Linked DNA regions of Mus musculus: region 1 is linked to region 2. The links are chromatin contacts, called in public promoter capture Hi-C maps. All regions are on one chromosome and are shown on one strand. The core of a region is the stretch at or near the end of the contact, and the rest is flanking DNA. Distances in the headings are between cores, read along the strand shown.

What was found. Capture Hi-C pulls out chosen DNA fragments and counts their contacts.
Region 1: a promoter capture Hi-C map of adipose tissue shows a contact between it and region 2. A contact is called at or near these places in 5 of 39 promoter capture datasets (3T3-L1-derived adipocytes, the HPC-7 cell line, maxillary cranial neural crest and 2 more), 19 of 484 Hi-C or Micro-C datasets (the AML12 cell line, the AtT-20 cell line, B cells and 13 more), 20 of 130 datasets of targeted methods (CD8 T cells, the NIH/3T3 cell line, the SCID.adh cell line and 10 more) and 2 of 9 other capture datasets (adipose tissue and liver).

What each region holds. Positions count from the first base shown.
Region 1 is chr19:4,987,219-4,994,579 of GRCm38.p6, reverse strand. Npas4 (neuronal PAS domain protein 4) reads left to right here and starts at 4,609. Exons shown (of 8, transcript NM_153553.5): 1 at 4,609-4,938; 2 at 5,693-5,844; 3 at 6,019-6,121; 4 at 6,232-6,505; 5 at 6,693-6,802; 6 at 7,130-7,265. The coding sequence starts at 4,764.
Region 2 is chr19:5,022,355-5,029,404 of GRCm38.p6, reverse strand. It overlaps Slc29a2 (solute carrier family 29 (nucleoside transporters), member 2), which reads right to left and starts at 5,399. Exons shown (of 12, transcript NM_007854.3): 1 at 5,128-5,399; 2 at 4,813-4,894; 3 at 3,217-3,377; 4 at 2,908-3,047; 5 at 2,246-2,380; 6 at 1,965-2,062; 7 at 1,641-1,725; 8 at 434-564; 9 at 85-193. The coding sequence starts at 5,156.

The sequences.
Region 1 (7,361 bases), core at 3,360-5,859, 34 kb after region 2:
TCCCCCGTCAACATCCTTGCTCCAGTATTTGAGAAAAGGAGCCAGGAGTCTCCATGATATTCTTAAGAATCAAACCCTCCATTCCAATTCCTCAGGAGGTCTTCCTCCTGGACAATCTCTGAAAAAGATGCACCATTTCTCTAATAGGGATTGAGGGGTGATGACCCTCTAGAGCCCCAATAAAGCCATGAAGAGAGGAGCAGAGGACTTCATGGTCTGCTCTTGCTATAAAAAGGCCTTTTTCGGGAAAAAAATAAAGAAAGGAATCAGCCAATCCCTTCACGATGCCATCACCTCTTCTTGGTGGTTTTTCGGGGAAGGAGTGGGTGGGTTTCCATGGCAACAGATGCGAGCTCTGCTCAGTAAAGAAGGGACCTTGATATTTTTTCTCTCTCATTCTCTCAGTTGTGTGTGTGCCTGTGTGTATGTGCGTGCTACACATGCCTATGCCCACACCAGCAATTTTTTTAGAACTAAAGAAAGCCCTTCTATCAGCTCCCCAAATATGGAGTGATAGAAAACCATGCACTCCTGCAGGCCAGAGAAGGTTCTGGATGGTTCCAGAGAAGGGTGCTCCTGTGAACTTGTTTTCCTCCATTGCAGAGATTGTGTGCAGCAGAGAGGCCTTTGCAAACTGTTAGAGGCTAAGAGTTAGAAAAAAGGATGTTTGGTGGAGAGAGGGGAACAAAGGATAGATGGTGCAAAAACCAACGAATGGCGTCCTAGTGGGCAACCAAAGGTGCACGGAGTCTCAGGAAGCACAGTCAGCACAAACCACCTAACGCTGAAGAAAAGGCTCAAGGCAGACTCATATATGGACACAAACACACAGAGAGGTATAAAAGCAAATATATTAGGCAAAACCGCAAAACTGCATACAACACAGAAAGGCAGAGACTTAGAGAAATAAAACAGACAAATAAAAACACAGATGCAGGTACTGGCAGATATGTAGACACACAAGGATGCAGAGCCTATCATCAAAACACAGGCAAATAGATACATGGATGCAGATAGATAAGTGTATCCAGACAGATAGGTTTGGATGCAGACATAGAACATGCAACACAGCCTCATTCAAGTGCACACACTCGTGTGCGCTCACACACACACTCCCCTTTCCCCCTTCAGTTGCTCAAGCTTCCTATAGCAGGAAGGCAGATCTGCAAATGCTGCATGTTCACCCAGTAAGTTTGGCTGTGAATATCTTGTAACCCCCACCTATTGCTTCTACACACACACACACACACACACACACACACACACACACACACACACACCCCAAAGCCCCTCTCCCAACTTTGTCCACTTTCCCATAACCAAAGGCTGTGATACCTCCCCCATCTCAGGCTTCCAATTCTGTTTTGCTGCTGCTGCTGCCGCCGCCTGCCGCTTGGGGGGGGAGAGAGTGGGGTGACTCAGCCAGGCCAGGATGACTCACACTGACAGTATTTTTAGCAGCGGCCAGGAGCTCTCTAGCGTGCCAGCCGCCCCCCTCCTCCTGCTTGCTATTTCGGAACCGTCACTGGTGATATAAATAGCTCTTCTCCCACGGCCTGAAGCTGCTGCCAGGCTATTTTTGGTTCTGCACAGTTAAAAATAGTTTCATGGAGGTGGGAGGCAAGAGGAGTGGGAGCTGGCCTAGGGAGAGGAGACATTGGGGGCATACAGAGCTTCTCAACTTGAATCAGAGTAGTCGAACTAAGATGATCCCTTCCCTACCCCCTCCCTTGCCCCTTTCTAGAACCTTCTCCCCTTCCAACGTTCCTTATCCCTAGTCCATCCTCCTGGAAAAATCCAAGGATTCCTCCCTTGAGCCCAATTTTCTTTCCAAGCTTAACTAATTCCTAGAACCGAGGAGTCTTGACAGCCACACCTGTAAATAGCCCATATGTATTCTCAATGAGGAGGATGACAGCATCGGGATGCCATTCTCATCTATCCCGAGGCCCAGCTCGGCTTTGATGTCACAGGCAAACCACGACCATTCTGAGTGGGAAGGCAACATTCAGCACCACGGACAGCGACAACATCCCCCCCCCCCCTCCCCCTTCCAGGTCTGCTTAAATTGCTTGGAGACCAGCTGTGGACCCAGCAGAGAGATGCAACTTATTGTGGAGGAGATATCAAGAACGTCTCCTGGCCAGGGCTTAAAGCACCTGTCTGTGAGGAAGACAGGGCAGAGATGAACCCCAGAGATAGAATGGTTGTCTAGCATACACAGAGCCCTGGTTTCATCCTCAGCTTTGGGAAACTAATCTAGAAACTCCATCTTGGATTTGCATATGGAAAGAGAATCCAAAAACCAAGGGAAGAGAATGGAACAGGGAGTGGTGGTGTTGAGTGGGGATATCAGAGTTAATAAGGATGAAACATGCCAGAGAGAAATACATCCTGAAGAAACCATTTCTGTCACCCATAAGGTTGGAAACAGTGTCTTACAGACACACACCATTTTCTCCATCTCAGCTATACCACTGGCTGGCTACATGGTTGTATATGTAGATGCTTTCTATCTGAACTAAAATTGTACAAAATATTAGGATAGGGGCTCTACAACCATGAACCTCTCCCCGCCCCTCCCCGGCATTACTAGGGAGTGCACTCAAGTCTTGAGCATGATAGAAGTGTGAACTCCTACTAAGCCATGGCCCTGGTCACCAAAGTACCCTCTTCCCATACCCCCTGCTTTTCACTCCACGTTGCCTCTCTTGCTATCACCCCTTTCCATGAAGAACAGGGGTTTCTTGACCACAAACTTTTCTCCTTGGTGTCAAAGTTCATCTCTAACTTTCTGCAGCCAGTTCTGTCCCTCTCTCCCAATTTTTTTTTGTTTTTTGTTCTGTTTGTTTGTGTGTTTTTGTTTTTTGAGACAGGGTTTCTCTGTGTAGCCTTGGCTGTCCTGGAACTCACTTTGTAGACCAGGCTGGCCTCGAACTCAGAAATCTGCTTGCCTCTGCCTCCCAAGTGCTGGGATTAAAGGCGTGTGCCACCACGCCCGGCTTCCCTCAACTTTTTAAATGGTCTTGTTTTTCAGGCTCTAAAAGTGCTTTTATATGTTCCTACTCTAAATGAAATTTTGGGCAAAAAGTTTCTCTAGTCCTTTGTGAAATGGTTGTGGGATAAAAAAAGGGCTCCCATACCCTGTGTAGACAGCAATCGCATGTAAGTGACTGAAGAAAGGTGTGTGTGGGGGTGTGTGTCTGGAGGGGTGGGGTGATGCAAAGGCCACACTACAAAGACAAGCCTGACATGACAGGTAGTTAAACCAAAGGTGCAAATTAGAGGGGTGGGGGTGGGGGGCGCCCACAAAGCCGAGATAGACTGTCCAACGCTCAATGAACGAAGGAAAAAAAAAAAAAGAAAGGTGTATGTTGTGCGCTCACTCAGTGACAAGTGCACAGGCAGAACGAGGAGCCCTGGAGCTAAAGATGGAGCAAGAATTGAAGGGAGATGGGGAGGGGACTCTGGCAGAATTAAAGGGTCTTGGGTAGGTGCAGCAGCCACTGAGGGCACAGCAGACCCTGGCTACTTGGCAGCCTCCCCCTCTTCCCGGCTGAAGCAGTGGGGAGAGCTTTCTAGAGCTGTGCGGAGGCCGGTAGGCCCCGCCCGCCGCTGCCGCCGCCGCAGCCGCCGGAGGATTCCTGTCCTAATATGGAGCTGGGATTCCCCCGGCCCCGCCCCCGCCCCCCAGCCCGCCGGAGAGACTGGGGCTCGCAAGAGGGCGGGGGAACAGCTCGTCTTGGGGGCTGACAAGCGGGAGGGGATCGTGGGAGAGGTTCAAACACACATCCAGATCCTCACCAGGCCCTGGGTCTTTGCCTCAGTTTCCCCGACAGGTGGCTAAGATGAACTAATAGAGGAAAAAGGAATCCCTGCAGATCACAGTGGAGATGTTTGTGTTCCTATGGTGCTAAGGAAATATGATCAAGACCGAATTCAAGTGGTCTCTTCTCCACAGGACCACCATTCCACCCTATCCTGGAGATTTAGACCCTCAGGTCAGGGCATGGAGGCGAAGAAGGAATTATTTATTTGAAACTGGCTAAGGGACTTTCAGATTGAATAGACCCCAGAAAAGACCCCCAGTTGTGACCTAGCCCCTCCCCAAAAGCCAAGGAAAGTCCCTCATGTAATTTCGACCCCTGCCTGGCAGATGGCGGCAAATTGGCAGAGGACCAAGCCCCTTCTCATCCTTTGCCTCCTTAGAAAAATCTATGTTGATAGCAGCCTCGCTTTGCCTTCTACAAACTCTCTTGTTAAGGGCTTCAGACCACCCTAATCCATGTACTGTTCCTCCTCCTAATAGAATGTAATGGAAAACCTGGGTCCCTGCACCCCATTCCTGGCTCTGCACAGCTCTTGCCAGCCGGCCCCCTCTGCACCCTCCCTTCTCCCCCTTCCCCCGCCCCCTCCCTCTCCCGTTCGACGTCACGGGATGACGTCGGAAGTCTGGGAGGGAGGAGGAGCACCCCCCCTCCCCAGCCAGTGGCTCCCTCTGCAGCTTGCTTTAGCCCAGCCTCCCGCCTCCCGCTGCCCCCCCCGTCTCTAAAAACGAGCCCCCCACGCCTGTCAGGAGCTATATAAGGCGGATCGAGGCAGGCGAGGGGGGCAGCGCTGCCGAGCGGAGCCCAGGAGTGGAGCGAGAGCGAGCAAGAGCCTGAGCGAAAAGACCGGGAAGCAAGGAAGAGGAAGCCTCCGGTGCATCGGGAAAGGATCGCAGGTGCTCGGGAGCCGGAGCTGGAGCTCCACAGCCGGCAGTCATGTACCGATCCACCAAGGGCGCCTCCAAGGCGCGCCGCGACCAGATCAACGCCGAGATTCGGAACCTCAAGGAGCTGCTGCCGTTGGCTGAAGCGGACAAGGTCCGGCTGTCCTACCTGCACATCATGAGTCTTGCCTGCATCTACACTCGCAAGGGTGTCTTCTTTGCTGGAGGTGAGCAGCTTGGGCTACCGGAGACCAGAGCTGACGGGGACCAGGGATGGAGGAGCTGAGGGAATGTGCTAAAACTGCCGCTTGTCTAGCACAGCGTGCTGGAAGCCTGTGGAGAGAAGGGACTTGAGGGGACCCTGGACTTCCTACTTTTTCTTCTGAGCTCCATCTAGACTAGCCTAAACGATAGTCCTAGCACTGGATTTGTGTGAGATAGAGCGCTAAAACAGAATGGTCCAGGCTCCCATTGCCTCAGAGGCACTCCAGGAATCCGGGGAGGGTACGGAAGGAAGCCTGGCAAGCTACAGGGAAAGCCTGCAAAGGCAAAGTATGAGGAAGAGTAGCTTGTGCTAGAAAATGCTGAGAGGGTCTTTCTATGCGCTCTGGAGCTGTTCGACGTCCTGAAGCCATCACCCTTTCTGGCGCTGCCCGCGGTGCTGAAATGGCCATAGCCCCTTTTCGCAGGAGCTGTCCGCGGTGCTGAATCCCAGTCCTTTCGGGAGAGCTCTGTCCACAGTGCTGACAGCAGAGGGCTGCTGAGGTTCCGGCCAGGCTTGGAAGTCCAGGGGCTCCCTGGCTAGATAGTTTTAGCAACAGGTCTCCTGGCCAAGATCCACAAGCATAGGGTCAACAGGTGTTGGCAGAAATAGGTCTATGGGAATTTCCTGTGTCTTCTCCAAGACTCAAAAGATGTTCTCTTTATTTCTGTGTTGTCCCTGATTCTTATCCTGACTCACCACATCTTCTCACCCTACAGGCACTCCTTTGGCTGGCCCCACCGGGCTTCTCTCTGCTCAAGAGCTTGAAGACATTGTGGCAGCACTACCTGGATTTCTCCTTGTATTCACAGCTGAGGGGAAGTTGCTATACCTGTCGGAGAGTGTGAGCGAGCATCTGGGCCACTCTATGGTGAGTACTAAAAGTCCTTGCATCTCAAGTTGGGGTATATGTGAGATAAAATGAGCCTCTCACTACTGAAAACAGAGTTATTAGAGGCGAGTGTGGGGGAGTCTTCCCTAAGAAAAATCATTGGTTGCAGATAGGCTCTTGCTGCCTTCACTAATGATCACTTCTCCTTTCTAGGTGGACCTGGTTGCCCAGGGCGACAGTATCTACGATATCATTGACCCTGCTGACCATCTCACTGTGCGCCAGCAGCTCACCATGCCCTCTGCTCTGGATGCTGGTAAGAACCTCCTCTCGGTTCTTCAGTTTACTCCTCTGCTGCCCTGCCCTAACTATCTACTCTCCTCCAATGCCCACCCTCTTAGTCAGTTTTTCCTTTTGCTCACCTAGATCGCCTTTTCCGTTGTCGATTCAACACCTCCAAGTCCCTCCGGCGCCAGAGTTCAGGAAACAAACTGGTGCTTATTCGAGGTCGATTCCATGCTCACCCACCTGGGGCCTACTGGGCAGGAAACCCTGTGTTCACCGCTTTCTGCGCCCCACTGGAGCCAAGACCCCGCCCTGGCCCCGGCCCTGGCCCTGGCCCTGGTCCTGCTTCTCTCTTCCTGGCCATGTTCCAGAGCCGGCATGCTAAGGACCTAGCCCTACTGGACGTTTCTGAAAGGTAAGCCCAAAGTGTTCAAACTCCAGTAAGAAGGGAGGCCAGAAAGAAGGGAACTTTAGATTCGTGATCTTAGATTCAGGGCAGGGAGGATGGGGCTTAAGTGGGCAGAGAGCATGGGAGGGAGTGAAGTGCATGCATTTTGAGTAAGGTAAACAGAAAGCTGACCTCATCATTTCCACCTTCCCAGTGTCCTAATCTACCTGGGCTTTGAGCGCAGCGAACTGCTCTGTAAATCATGGTATGGACTGCTACACCCCGAGGACCTGGCCCAAGCTTCTTCTCAACACTACCGCCTGTGTGAGTGTCCTGAGAGGCCGTGCATAACACAGGAAGCTGGGAGAAAGCATGGGAGACAGGCCAGGGACTGGCTGTGGTCCAAACTGATGTTAAGGAGTTTCGGAGGCTACAGAGTGAGCTTGAGGATGAGAAGTCAAGGCAAGAATAGGACAGAGTTAGAAAACACTGTGTGATAAGGTCAAGTGGGGAGCCTAGAGGTACAGGTTAGGGTAGTTAGAAGAGAATATGTCATGGCTCCCTCAATTCAGTGTAGAGGTAAGAAAGGTGGGTGTGTAGGTGGTGTTGATTGATGGACCTTCTAATCCGGTATTCCTTTTTTCTCCCCAGTGGCTGAAAGTGGAGATATTCAGGCTGAAATGGTGGTGAGACTTCAAGCCAAGCATGGAGGCTGGACATGGATTTACTGCATGCTATACTCAGAAGGTCCAGAAGGCCCTTTTACTGCCAATAACTACCCTATCAGGTAAGCTGTAAGATACAAGATGGCGGAGAGGGGAGGGGAGCTGAGGTCAGCATAGAAGAAATGCAACGAAGAAAACTACTCTGGTAATGGACAGCA
Region 2 (7,050 bases), core at 4,150-6,649:
GGGAGCACAGAGTGGACACTCAGCCCAATCCCCATCTGCCCCCTTCCCTCCCCGCCCCATCCCCTGCGTTATCCCAGCACTCACCCCACTTCCCGGGGCTATTGGAGCTGGTGGTCACCATGGCTGTGATGGCAGGAAAGACCGACAGGGTGACTGTGAAGACCAACACAAGGCACAGCGCCGTCAGCCAGATCTGGGAGCCGGAGGCAGGGTTGTGAGTGGGCAGGGAAGCCCCATGTTCATCATGCAGCCCCCACCCCAGCCCCACTGCTGCAGCCCCGCCCACTGTCCCTAAGCCACCATGAGCCAGTGAGCCGAGGGAATACGCACTAAGGTCTAATTCTGGTCTCAGAGAGCCCCAGGGCTGGAGAAAATCTCTGGGTAGTGGGTTAGAAGCTAATCTCTTAGTTGAACCTTCCACAAGACAACAAACCTTCCGGAAGACAACAAAGACTGAAGGTTTTCCTGGCTTCTGTGGCTCCTCCGGCTCTGGCTCCTTCTCAGGGTCAAGATCCAGAGTTGGGCTGGCCTGTTGGGGGCTGATGGGAACCCCATTCTTCTCATCTAGGGGAGAGGGCAGGCTGGGGTCAGACGCATGACTCACTTTTCCAAAAGTACGGAAATCCTCAGTGTTGAAAAAGTGACTCAGGCTGGAGAGATGGCTCAGCAGGTAAGAGCACTGACTGTTCTTCCGAGGGTCCTGAGTTCAAATCCCAGCAACCACATGGTGGCTCACAACCATCTGTAATGGGATCCGATGCCCTCTTCTGGTGTACTACAGTGGACAGCGTACTTACATATAATAATAAAAAATAAATCTTTGGGCTGGAGTGAGCAGAGGTCCTGAGTTCAAATCCCAGCAACCACCCGGTAGTACAGGTACAGTGTACTCATATACATAAAATAAATAAATTAAAAAAAAAAGAACAAGTGACTCTTCCCAGCCTAAGTACAGGAGAAGGGGCTGATGGTGGTGACAGCCTGCCTATTGCTCGTTCACTGCAGTGTTGGGTATTGACCCATGATTTCATGGGCTGTTAGACATGTGACTGAATTACACCTGAGCACTCACGTGTCTTTGTTGTTGTTTGCTTCTGAAGATAGGATCTCTTTCTAGCCCAGACAGGCCTAGCCTCTCTGTTACCTAACCTGACCTCTGACTTGCTATTCCCCTGCCCACGTGCCAGGCAATGAGTTAAAAGTATCTTGGATAGATTCTGTCATTGTCACTTTGCAATGAAGAAATGAAGCCTAAGTCAGGCATGGTGGGGAATGCCTTTAGTCTCAGCACTCAGGAAGCAGAGGTAGGCAGATTTCTGAGTCTGAGGCCAGTCCGGCCAATGTAGAAAGATCCTGTTACCAAGACAACAGTAATAACATGGAAATGGAGCCTAGAGCGATCTGCCCAAGGCTTAGTAGAGCTCGTGGATCCAAAATGCTCTCTCCTGCTTCTCCATTTTGTTCAAGAGGAAACTGAACCACAGGGTAGCAGGGATGGCTTCCCTTCATGGCCTGCTTCTGCTCTCACAAGGCTCAAAGGGATGAGCTACTGGGAGGACAGAAGGGAAGACTTCCCAGGAGAGTGTACCTGAATTTCCTCTGGGTCTCTCCCACATCCCCTCAAGGATCCTGGGGCTTACCAGCTTGGAGGAGCTCAGCTTTAGTCTCCAGCTCCTGAGTTGGAGCCTGAGACAGCTTCTCGGTCAGGTAGTAACGGGCAAACTTCTGCAGAAGGATCAACAAGTCAGTCCTGCGCAAGGCCTCTGTGTATGCCTACCTACCCCACACCCTTCTGTGTATGCTTACCCACCCCCCACCCTTCTGTGTATGCCTACCCCCCACATCCCCCCCCTGGCTGGGAGGCTGAGGTCCCCCAGTCAACTTTTCTCTCCCTTCGCCTCTTCCAGGGTTTTATCCAAAATTCCCTAAGGTGGTGCATAACCTAAGCCCTGTGGCAGGCTTACCAGATGAGGCAGGCTGAGGTAACATACGATGGAGAGGAGGATGCCCACACAGGGTGTGATGAAGTATCCAAGAGCAGAGGTCTGGGCATCCACGCCACCTGGGACAGAAAGTTTAGCTGCCAAGGAGACACAAGTCTCCCAGTCCCAGTTTTCTGTAGCATCATTGTCCCTCAATGCAAAGCCCAAGGGTCCTTTCCCTCAGCCTCCACCCCATAACCCAGGCACCCTCCTCCTGTGTCTGCTCTTTCTACCCAGCCCTCCAGACCCCCAGGTGCACTCACTGGCCAAGGACATGAGCATAGCAAGGGCAGCGAAGATCCCAGCCAGGCCCTGGCCACTGAGGAAGAGGGTGCTGTAGGTAGAAGGCATGGTACCCAGCTGCCCAAAGAGGCTGCCTTGAAGCACGGCACAGAAGGCTGTGGAGAGACATGGAGGGGACCAACACTCAGACAGCCACAGCAGCATCCGAGAGGAAGCATCCATCAGGTGCATGGGGCGCTGCAGTCTAGGCTAGGCAAGTGTGGGTTTCCCTGGGGACTTAGGGCAATCTAGTAGGATGTCCCCCATCTATTTTTCTTATTTATTTATTTGAGACAGGGCATCACCATGTAGCCTTGGCTAGCCCGGAAGTCATCATCTAGACCAGGATGATCTTGAACTCAGAGATCTCTTGCCTCCGCCTCCCAAGTGCTGGGATTAAAGTTATGCACCACCACACCCAGCCTGTTTCTCTTTTGAGACATAACCATTGGTCTGTGGGGCTTCTGACTAGGAGGTCTCCCTATGTCACTATGGTTCCTAGACAAGTGTCTTTTCCTCTCTTTGGGCCCATTTTCTTGTCTGGGGATTTGGGTGATGACGGTATTGTCTTCCTTTAAAGGATCTGCTCGGCTGTTCCTGCACGAGAGGGTGGGGTGGGGGAGCCGGACGGAGATGTGCTTACAATTGATGAACCAGACGGACGCCATGGTGACAGAGAAGAACAGCCCAGGGCTCAAGTCCACCTTCACCAACGCTGCTGTCAGGGCAAAGAGCAGTAGTATGGCCAGCAGGCTGCCCAGAATCCGCACCGACTCGGGGATGCTGCTCAGAAGAGGGCAGAGGACATCAGGGGGCCACCAGGAGCAGATGGCAGAGGGGGCAGGGCAGGGGAGCTGGAGTGATGAGGTGGGAGCAGGGAAGGAGAGGAGCAGGAGGTGTCCCGGGCCTCTGTGACTGTGACAGGGAGAGGGTGGTTGGGGCTGGTTCTCACCACTGATACAGGAAGGAGTTGAGGAGCGTGAAGAGCAGTAGAGGCAGCTGGGACAGCAGTGTCACCCAGTTGTTGAAGTTGAAAGTGTCTGTGGGACTGGTGTGGTTGGTGCCCATGGTCTCAGCACTGCTGTTGGTCCCTGCTAACCGCCCCTGGAAGTACTGCCACACAGAGACGGTGTAGACAGTGTAAGGTCAGAAAGCACCCCCCCACACTTGTCAATTGAGCATCTTTGTTTGGTTAACATCTGTGGGGCTGTCTTTGTTTGTTTTTTTTTTTCGAGACAGGGTTTCTCTGTATAGCCCTGGCTGTCCTGGAACTCACTTTGTAGACCAGGCTGGCCTTGAACTCAGAAATCTGCCTGCCTCTGCCTCCAGAGTGCTGGGATTAAAGATGGCTAACTGCTGCGCCTGAGCCCAAGGTCTTGCTGCATCTCTGGGTTCCATCTCCTTTTCAGTGTCCTGGACCTAGCCTCCATTCCCCTGCTATAACCACCTCAACCCTTATTCATTCCATGGGTACTTATTGAACATCTACTGTATGCGAGGCCTTAGCTTGGGAACTAAGCCAATCCGTTTTCTCGGGCACACAGAGCCCAGCACTCTTATGCGTACCCTGCCTGCAAGGCAGACCTCACGGTTTAGCATCCTTCCATTCTGGTAAGCTGCAGGCTCCAGATCTTTCTCTAAATAGGATGCGCTTTGCTTCCACCCTTTGTCTGCTCAGTTCCTAATTTACAAATCTTTTCTATGAAGCAGAAGAAATTTCTTTTGAGAACCTTTATAGCTCTCTGCTTCAGGGTGGAATGGCCTGGCACGTGTCTTGTTTCATTATTAATAGCCCTGGCTCTGTGTCTCTCAGATTCAGTAGCTGATCCATCTTTGGGTATCAGGGTCCAGCACCGATGCCAGCACTCCACAGACACCTGGGAAGTTAACCCACTGAATATGTTTGAATAACCCTATTCTAAAGAAAACACAAAAGTTAGGCAGTGGTGATGCACGCCTTTAATCCCAGCACTCAGAAGGCAGAGGCAGGCAGATCTCTGAGTTCGAGGCCAGCCTGGTCTACAGAGTGAGTTCTAGGACAGCCAGGGCTACACAGAGAAACCCTGTCTCGAAAAAAACGAAAACAACAACAACAATAAAACAAAAAGGAGAAAACAAGCTATAGATTTCTGCCTTTCTATAAAAGAATGCATGCTTTGGGGAATCGGGCCTTCCTCCACATCTGTCTACAGTAGTTGCTCATTAATTATTAGTTGAATGACTGTAACTCATGTCATTGCAAAGAAAGCCAAAGGCTTGGAAAAAAGACACTTTGGAGTGACTGGCCAAAAATAACGACAAAGGGCATGGGATGGAAACTCCTTTGCTGGTCAGACTCCCTACGTGGATGGCCCTGCACCTCTGAGATCTGTACCTTCCTAAAAGTTTGCCTAGCCAGGGGAGAGGCGGTTCCCTCTATGAGGCTTGGTGCTGTCCCTGACAGGCTGAGCTGTAGTAAGTGGCCTGGTGAGGAAAGTGGCTCAGTTCAAGACGGCTGGAGGGATGTTGGTTTGTGGCCATGAGGTTGCCCAGCGGCCGCGGGTCTCACCGGGATGGCGGTAATGAAGAAGTTCCAGGGGAGAAGGGTGCCCAGTCCCAGAATGAAGAAGCTGATCCCAACCAGGTGGTAGCTGTGGGGATCAATCAGAAGGTCACCCCGAGGACGTACGCCTGGGCCGCCCTAGCCGCCCCTCAGTAGAACGGACTACAATCCCCATCACCCTGGCTCAAGCAGCTAAGGGAATCGGCTGATGGGAATTGTAGTCCCGTTCGTCTTTGAGCCCAGGAGCATCAAGACGAGCGGGAATTCAAAGGCTCGTGGCCACCTGGGCCACGGTACGCAGCACATGGGTTCCCACCTCACCTGTCCCGAGGGGCGTTTCCCCGCGCCATGGTTGCCGCAGTCCTATTGCACCAGGCCCACAGAAGGCGGCTGCACCTGCGCCTACGCAGGGCTGGGAGGCCGAAGGAGAGCGACGCTGGTCGGTGTCCAGGAATCCCAAGGTCGGAGCGCCGTAGCGGAGGGTCGGGGTTGGGTTACACTGCGGACCACGTTTTGCAGGCTCGGACCTCGGCTCCGCCTCCAGGGCGGGAACAAAGAGCCATTGCTCCCCTCCCCCGGACGCCCGCTCTCCAGACTCCGCCTCGCTGGTGGCTGTGCCTTTAGGGTATTAGGTTCCGCCTTCTAGCTTGCTTCCGCGCCTGAAGCTGTGTCTCACCGCCGTCCCTTCGCCTCGCACCCGTCTTCTCCTTAGGCACGGGTCCGGAATCTCTGGGGAAGGGATAAGGACTGCGCAGGAGGGAAGGGGTCCGGTGGTTGTTGGGCACAGTCGATCTAGCTGGGAGGTTCTTCCTCTTGGCGTGTTCTAAGGTTTGGAGCCCTCTAAGCTCTAAGCAGATTAGGAAGTAAGTCCGACCAGAAGGAAGAAGCCAGTGTCATCAATTGTCGCAGAAGGTCCCAGCGCGGTGCTCCGAGGGAGTTCCCCCAGAGGTCGAGGCACTTTTGCAAACGAAAATCCCCAACATATGTGGAAGACGGACAGATAGGCCCTCCTACGGTACCTGGGTCCAACAAGGAGGATTGAACAAAGGCTCTGGAGGGAATCGTGGCCCAGGTGACGTTCGGCCCCCTCCCCTGTAGTCGCCACTGCCACCCTCAGGAGTGCTTAAAAACCTAATTTTCACTAGGCGTGGTGGCGCACGCCTTTAATCCCAGCATTTGGGAGGCAGAGGCAGGCGGATTTCTGAGTCCGAGGCCAGTCTGGTCCACAGAGTGAGTTCCAGGATATATTCAGGACTATACAGAGAAACCCTGTCTCAAAAAAACGAAAAAAAAAAAAAAAAAAAGAAAAAGAAATATATTTATGTGGACTGGTGAGAGCGTTTGCTGCCAAGCCTGATGCCCCGAGGCCACGCCCAGGACCCATATGTTAGAAAAACTGAAGCGACTCCAGCAAATTGTTCCCTAACCTCCACACAAGCACAGTGGCACACGTGCTTCTAAGTAATAAATACAAATAAATATGAATATATAAAAGTATATATATACAAGGTTATATAAATGTGTGTCTTCTAAAGAATATAGTTTTTTAGAATGTTTTTCCTATGTATCAGCCAGACCATGCTGTTACTATCCCTGTTCTGTCCTGTTCCCGGAATCTAGCCACCAGGCTTGGCTCATCGAAGGTGGTTCCTTAGATCATGGTGGACTGCAGATGACTGTGTGGTACTGGGAACTGAACTCAGAGCCCTGTGCATGCGAGGCAAACACTCTTACCCCTGGGCTGCATCTAACCCTAGCTGGTGACGTTAGGGAAAAGACAGCAATGGATTACACTGGGAAAGACAGTTACTCTTTAAGTTTTCTTTCCAGACTTCCATTATGCCAAGAGGGACAGTCTTGAGTTCAGTTCTAACAGGTTTTCAAGGCCTCTTCATCCCCTCTGCCTTGAGCATCTCTCGACAGTTTTACCTACACACAGTTAGTCACTTGCATTTTTCGAATGCTTATTCTAATAACTATTACTGACCTGTTTCCTACTTGACAGTGATAGGAGAGTGAGTCAAAGTGGGACAGGGGGTGGGATGTTGCCCTGGCACCATCTTGAAGATGGAGATGAGGGTCTGGGGAGCAGTCTGTTGTCTTGGGCTGGGATGGAAGGGGATGAGGCGTTTCAGAGAAGGAACGGCCTGTACCAGGACCGGGGACAGGAGAGTGCTGGCACACTATGGGACATACTAATAGATCCCTTTGGCTGGGAGGAGTTGGATTTTACCTCAGATTCTC